2 separate regions of the Mus musculus genome follow, and region 1 is linked to region 2. The links are chromatin contacts, called in public promoter capture Hi-C maps. All regions are on one chromosome and are shown on one strand. The core of a region is the stretch at or near the end of the contact, and the rest is flanking DNA. Distances in the headings are between cores, read along the strand shown. Region 1 holds the start of Egfl6 (EGF-like-domain, multiple 6). Region 2 holds the start of Pir (pirin).

What was found. Promoter capture Hi-C pulls out the DNA fragments that hold promoters and counts their contacts.
Region 1: a contact with region 2 is called in a promoter capture Hi-C map of cranial neural crest. The contact joins the promoter of Egfl6 here to the promoter of Pir in region 2. A contact is called at or near these places in 2 of 39 promoter capture datasets (the 3T3-L1 cell line and cranial neural crest).

What each region holds. Positions count from the first base shown.
Region 1 is chrX:166,584,005-166,587,788 of GRCm38.p6, forward strand. It overlaps Egfl6 (EGF-like-domain, multiple 6), which reads right to left and starts at 1,712. Exons shown (of 12, transcript NM_019397.3): 1 at 1,452-1,712. The coding sequence starts at 1,519.
Region 2 is chrX:164,267,450-164,270,977 of GRCm38.p6, forward strand. It overlaps Pir (pirin), which reads left to right and starts at 1,982. Exons shown (of 10, transcript NM_027153.3): 1 at 1,982-2,228.

The DNA.
Region 1 (3,784 bases), core at 462-2,961, 2.3 Mb after region 2:
TGAACTTCAAAATCCCTTAATACCGTGGCAGACCCTGATGAAAGACTTTTTCCTGGGAGTTAAACAAAGTCACCGCTAAGGAGCTGGAGCCAAACCAAGGGTTTTTCCTCTGCCCCTTCCTCTTCTCCCTAGAGGAAAACCTGAAAAACCTCACTCAGCTGGGAAGGAGCCTGCTGCTTAGGTGACTTTGAGAAATATCTGGGGCCTTTAAAGGCTAGGTTCACGACCAAAAATATAAGAGAAATATCTGGAGATTTTTTTTTCATAAACTGTGCCGACTTGGGTAGGTGGCAGTGTCCAAGCTGTTACTGGCATTTTATAGCAGCCAGAGATGCTGTTATACTTCCCATGGAACACAGGAGAGCCTGCCACACCAACAAATGATTAAGTCATCCCAAAGATCCTTAGCTCTGCAGCACAGAGACCCTAGGCAGACATGCAAGGAAGAAGCAAGCCATAATGGTAGAGAAGGGTGTGTGTGTGTGAGTGTGAGTGTGAGTGTGAGTGTGTGTGTGTGTGTGTGTGTGTGTTCTAGGGAGTCTTCCTGAAAGGTTGCCCTACTCCAGTGTGGAGGATGATGGATGGGCCACATTGACTAGGGTTGTTCCTGCTCTGCCACTTAACTGGCTTTGTCTCTTTGGACAGGTTACGCGGCCTAATTTTTCACCCCTTCAAAACAGGGATGGCAACGATAATAATACTTTGAAGCCACAGGGACTAAGGACTTCTGCTGGGTTAATGGTCTGAAAGTTGCTTGGTCTACATGACACACTATGCCTATGTGCTTTTACTATGTGGCTTTGTAGCTCTCACAGGGAAATATTTTGGGGCTCAGAAAAGCTCATGAATAGAAGGAAGTGGCAAAAACAAGGATGGGTTCAGCTATCTTTTTACCAGCGCATATTTTCCAGTTCATCACCCCGAATCCAAAGGCAGCTAGAGCAGGAGCCCAGCAAGGAGCTGCTTTAGCGCTCAACAATAAATGCGGAAAATGCGCGCTCTGCATCCTCCTGTTTTTCTTCATTCCTTCCCTAGCAAAACTAACGACTGGTAATCAGTGGGCGTCCTTCAGGGGCAGTGGAAGGAACTAAACTTACACCGTGCCAGGTACTCACTCATCTGCCTGCACCGGAGGTGGCTGCAGAGCACCAAATCCCAAACACAGCCAAGATCTATTCGCCCAGTTCCCCCCTCCCCCCATCCGCCAGACAAGACAAACTCAGCCAAGTGGGGAACGGAATCCACAGACCACCCGAGGCTAAACCTTACCCAAGGGACGCAGGGAAGAAAGTTGGTGGGCACTCGGTGCGGTGTCCTGGTGAAATGCATCCCAAGACGCACAGACACCTCAACCCCAGCACCTAGGTACCCCTTACATATGCTGGTCAACGACAAAGGGCTTCAAAAGGAGCGTTCAGGCTTGGGGAACCAGGGTCAATGCGAACACTCACCTGGTCCCTACTCCACCTGTCACCCAGGGGAGCAGCAGAGGAAGCGCCAGGCCCCAGGGCGGCTGCATACTGGCCGGGGGTGGGCTCCTTTCTTGTCCTGAGCCCCTCAGGACCTACGAAACAGAGGGGCCACCGCCTCTTCTCTGCTTCGCTGGTCAGGACCTTGGTTTTGCGCGCAGCTGGCAGGCTCTGTGGCAGCCCGCGCAGAGGTGGAGAGCTGGGGAACGTTTGGAGCTGTGAGTGGCTGGGGGCGCCCTGGAGAGATACTCTGTTGGGTGAAGCGCTCCGGTGCACCAGCGAGGGCGTGGCAACTGAGCACATCTGGCTGGGACCCGCCTCCAGGACGACCCACGAGGCCTCCACGCTCTTCTCTCACCCGTAACTCCTCCACGCTCCCCCAAGTCCCCGCCAGCACCGCCCCCCCCCCCCCCCCCGCTTCAGTTCACTCACTACAGGCTGTTCAGGGGCACCTCCAATTGCCATTCGTTTCAGGCTTGGGACAAGCGGTGTGCACTTTGAACTCCAGGGATTGAGAATTGAGAAGTCAAAGCAGGACCACAGATGCAAGCACAAAATCACAAGGCAATCTCATGTCAATGGAGGTTTCATGCTCGGCTGGGGTTTTTTTTTTTTTCCCCACACAAGGGAAATCATAAGATGTTAGAGGTCACCAAGTTTTGAACAAACCCCATCATTTGGCAAGTGTCGTCTTCGTCGTCTTCTAGTCACTCACAACAGTTCAAATGTAACTTCAAATGATATTGTAGTGTAGTAGCCACTGGCAACTTGACACAAACTAATCATCTGGAAGAAATGAACCTTAATTGAGAAAATGCCTTCATCAAATAAGCAAGTCCCGCAGGATATTTTCTTAATGGTTGATGTGGGAAGGTCCAGCCCACTACAAACGGTGCCACCCCTATGCAGGTGGTCCAGGAAGGTACGAGAAAGGTATTGAACACCATTAAACAGTGTATCTGGATTGCCTCTACCTCCAGGTTCCTGCCTTGAGTTCTTCCCTTGACTTTCTTTCTGGATGGGTCAGGATGAGTAAGCCAAACAAACACCTTCCCCCCCCCCTCAGTTGCTTTTGGTCTTGGTGTTTTATGACAACAGTAGAAAGCAAGCTAAGACAGAAAAACACAAACAAAAGATACTTTATAAGAATTCCTTCAGGTAGCGATGAGTTATCTATTCTGACTTGTAGCAGAAGGAATACTGGTTCTTCTTATCCCCACATTCACACCCTTTGGCTTCATGTAGGCAGAGCCCATGACCCCACACCTTGACATTGGACATGGTCCAGTGATTTGCTTTGACTGATGGTGTTTGGGCAGAGACACACTGTGTCAATTCCAAACCCATTCTAACTCCAACCCACCTGCATCTCTATTTGGGCTATGAGAAGACCATGCCAGTTAGCTTGGTAGCCTGAGGAGGGTGAGGAACAGGTCAAACACAGCTACCTATCTGGTCTAAGAGTAGACTTCCAACTCAAAGAAGAGCTACTGATGGAGCCATGAAGCCTCTGAACTAAGGTCAGCAGGGCAGACAAGCTACAGTGACTTGTCAGAATACATTCTTTTCTTGGTTTTAAAAATATTTTATTGATGGGGCTGGAGTGGTGGCTCAGTTGCTGCTTTTCTAGAGGGTGAGTGCAGACCACATGAATTCCAGCGTCCACCTAAGTCTAACTAGGTGAACATTTGAATTTACTGAGTTTACTTAGGAAAGAATGGGGAAGTCAAATCCATCACTGAAAAGTCCACTCTAGTATGGGCGACATCTCTGAAGCTTCTGATTCAACCTGTAGAAGGCTTCACCAAAGAGAGCGAGCCTCTTCTTACCAATAATTCTTTACCTGTTTTGTTTTGTTTTGTTTTGTTTTGTTTTGTTTTCTTTTGTTTTGAGACAGGTTCTCACTATGCAATCCTGGCTGGCATGGAACTATGTAGACCAAACTGTCCCCAAATTCAGAGATCTTAGCTGCCTCTGCTTGAGTGCAGAGATTAAAGGTGAACACCAGGCTTTGTTTACTCTTTTCTCTTCTTATAGTCCTGGGCAGATCTGTCAGTCTTATAACCTTCAGAACTTGCAAAGCCTATACATTTTGTTTCACCAGTTTCTTTCCTCTGTTCAGGAGAGAATGGTTCAACTGAGAGGAAACATAGCTACACATCAGGTTATGGACTCTATATCTAAAATATCTTAAGGAAAATAGGACATGCATTTTATCTTGGTGTGGGTTTTGCCACAGGAGGACACTGGGGCAAGGATTTGAGTGGAAACAGTTTGTTCTGGTGGCACTGGAGAAAACACTGTGAGGTGTGCAT
Region 2 (3,528 bases), core at 732-3,231:
AGAACTTTCTCCCAAGCCAGTGAGAAGCCACTGAGGGCTCCAGGCATTTGCTTTCTATTTGCCTGCCACTTGAAAAATGGTTTGGCCAGTGCTGAATCTGAAGGCAGGAGGAGTGGGTGGTGATTGGGGAAGATGGATAGAGGCCTTCAAAATGGGAAGGTTTGGATGCGCTGAACTCTCTGAATCCACAGGCTTTTGTGTTGAAAGAGTGTGAAGGCAAAGCTTGCAGTCCAAGCCCCAGCACCTGGTTGAACGTTGGACTGGTTGAGGAAATACAAGACAGTTTATTTATATGGTCTGTAATGTGCCAGCCAGGGTGTTCATACTTCTGTTTTATGTGGAAACTATTTCAGAAATAATTACAGATGGGAAGTACCAATACCTTATTAGTCCACAGCAGTTTGAAGTTTGCATGCATAATCTGTTAGTCTTGAATTGCTGAAGGTAGGCAGAGTCAGTTTGAACCCCACTGATATGAAAAGCTCAGGGAAAAGAGTTAAAAAACAGAATTTATTGTGAATGCGTTTTAATATAGATTTGGGTATCGGCATTAAGGAAGACAGATAGCCATTTCAAGAAAAGACTATATACACCCAAGTGTGGCCATGAATTGAGGCAGGGAGGGGAGAGTGCAACTTTATGAATTTGCATGTCATCCTTGTACAAAGGCCATGATATTTTCCTCTCTACTGTTCCCATTTTTAGTGTGTTCTGCCCAATTGAGCACCAAGGAAAAGTCTTTGTTCTTCCACTTCCCCATTCTTCTACAGCAGAAATCTGTAGTCTGAAAGGTAAGAATGCCTTTTCACATCTTGAGGTTGAAGAGCTTGGGGATCTAGCTCAGTTGGTAGATTGCTTGCCTAGAATACACAAAGCCCCGGGTTCAGTCTCCAGCACCATGTAAAACTGGGCACGCTGGTGAATGCTTCACTGTAACCCTAACACTTGGGAACTGTGGGAAGGAAAGTCAGAAGTTCAAGGTTATCCTAGGCTCTCTAGGGAGGTAAGACCAGCCGGGGATATGGGGAACCATGCCCCCCAAAAACCAGCTGAAATATAAAGTCAAAAGAAGACTTTCATGACAGCTGAGAATTGTACGAATTCAAAACATAATCTTATGAATTCTAATTTCATTATCCAAAATCAAATTTTTATTAAAACACAGCCACCACACTCAGCAGGCGTTGTCTCTGGCTGTTTCTGGCTACAAAAGCAAATGGGAGCAGTCTCCACGGAAGACCCACAGAGCTGGAAAGTAAAAAGACATTTACTGTTTATTCCTTTTCAGTTTCCCAGGCTCGTAGTTTTGTTTTTGTTTTGTTTTTTTTAAAGAGGCATCACTTTCACTCTTTTTCCAAGAAAAGACAATGAACTTCCGGGTATCTAAAGAACATTGCGTATGGTAGCCTGTCTTCTGATTAAAAGTCCTAGGAAAACTAGATTGCTTCCTGGCTGTGGACAAACCCTCACCTCCTGAGGCTAACTCTCTAAGGCCTGCTCTTGAAGCCCAACAAAACTCAAGCCCTTCTATGATTCCCTATTAGAGTGTGCCTTCTCTTTCAGCAGGAACAGAGATTCTTTGGTTCTTACATCTGCTCTGCCTCTGCCCCATTCTCATTGGCAAACAGCAAGAAGCGTATTTATTTATGAGAGATAACTGTGTAGTACCTATGCGGAGACATGCTCATTTCATTCTCATTACAGCCTTACAGTCTTGGTCCTGTCAGCTTTACCACGCTCATTTCACTGGGGATAATGCATAGAGAGGCTGAGTCACTCCCCCAAACGGGACAAGTGGTTAGAAAACATTCTTGCTCATACGAAGCGTTGGGTGACAAGATGACTTGAGTGAGGACAGGTTTTCCAAGAGATTCTAAGGGGCTGCAGAGCACTTGAGTGTCCCATACATTCCTGGGAGGCGGGCAGCGCGCCCCCAAGAGGCCGGGGTGCGCATCACTCTTTGGACCGACTTTCAAAAGGCAGATCCAGAGAGCCATGGGGCGGAGTCAGAGAATCCAAACCCAGGGTAAATAAAGGGTGTGTCCCCCGGTCCAAGGCCCCTGAGACCTAGAGACTCCCGCCTTCTGGAGGCCCGCAACAAAGCGCTGAGTCACGCTGACTGACGGCTGGCGCTCCGCAAACCTGTCCTCCCTTTGCTGTGTCCCTGCCGCTGTGGAGTCTAGGCACCTCCGACTGTGGCCTCCCTCCTGGGCCTGCGCTACTGCCCAGTGAGTGGCCTGGGGAACTCAGCCCTCGTGAGAGTGGTGTGTGTATGTGTGTGTGTGTGTGTTGGGGGTGGGAGGAATGCTCCGACCAGTTTTCATGATGCTGTCTTTCCCAGCTCACTACTGGGGCTCGGAGGGGAGCTGAGGGAGGGAAATGCTTAAATAGCCACCACGATTTGAGATGATAGCTTGGTTTTTCTCTTGGCAACACACTGCAATTAGTTAACTGCTTTATCCTTGTTCCTGTGTATAGGGCCTAAATGTGGGAGTCTGGAAGAAGCCAGAAAAATTAGGTGGAGGCAAAACTACTTACTAGTCGCTTATGTGTGGATGATTACGGGGCTGGACTCAGAAGTTCATTTCTGTCTCCCACATTTCATGGCCCAATAGATGCATGTTGTTTGCCTGCTAGAGAGGATCCGTTTTAGGATCTGCCTTCACAAACTGAAGGGTGCTTCTATGTTGAGTCCCTATAAAGAACAGCAGCTCACTTTCTTACAGCCCTATTTACATCCTTTGAGGCAGACGCTTCTTAATCCCATTGTATAGATGGAAAAGCTGAGACACACAGCATCCCAAATGAAAGCAGCCTGGAATGTGGCAAAACTGAGATGTAAATCTGAGGTGTCCAGTTCCAGAATCTGCCTGTTATTAAAGTGCTTCTCTTAGTTTAAGGAATCTTTGAAGGATTGGTTAGAGTTCATATGGTGATCAGATCTGGGGCTTGGAATTACTTGTCTGCAAACACCTGAAGTTAGAAGTGTGTGTGTGTGTGTGTGTGGGGGGGGGTGATTGTATTTGTTGTGTGATATTTCCTTGGTTAGGACTTAGACTTCAATCAATAATGGAACACTTTTGAATAATAAATGTAGTATATGTGTTGTTCCTGAATCATCGGTTCCATTGCCTGGGGTACTTCATAAATGGTTTGTCTGTGCTTTAGAGGACTTTATTAAGAAGTTCAAAGATTTCTTGCCTAAAAAATTACCTGCACAAGATCTACATAAAATTAAGTCAGCCAGTAAGAATACCAACACAGATGGGAGAAGGTTCCACGAAGTACCACCCCTAACTGAGGAACTTGGGCAGTTGGAGGCTGCTGGGGTAGGAAGTGTCAGTTCTCTTTAAGGAACTGACCCCTATTAGGATGCCCATGCTTCAGTAGATGACCCAACACCCATTCGTATAAGAATGGGCATCACTTAGTCTCAGTAGGCTATGGAAAATACAAGATTACATTGGGAGTGAGATGTGGAGCAGGGGTCTGAAAGGAGTTGGAAGGGGAACAAAGGGTTGCTATGAT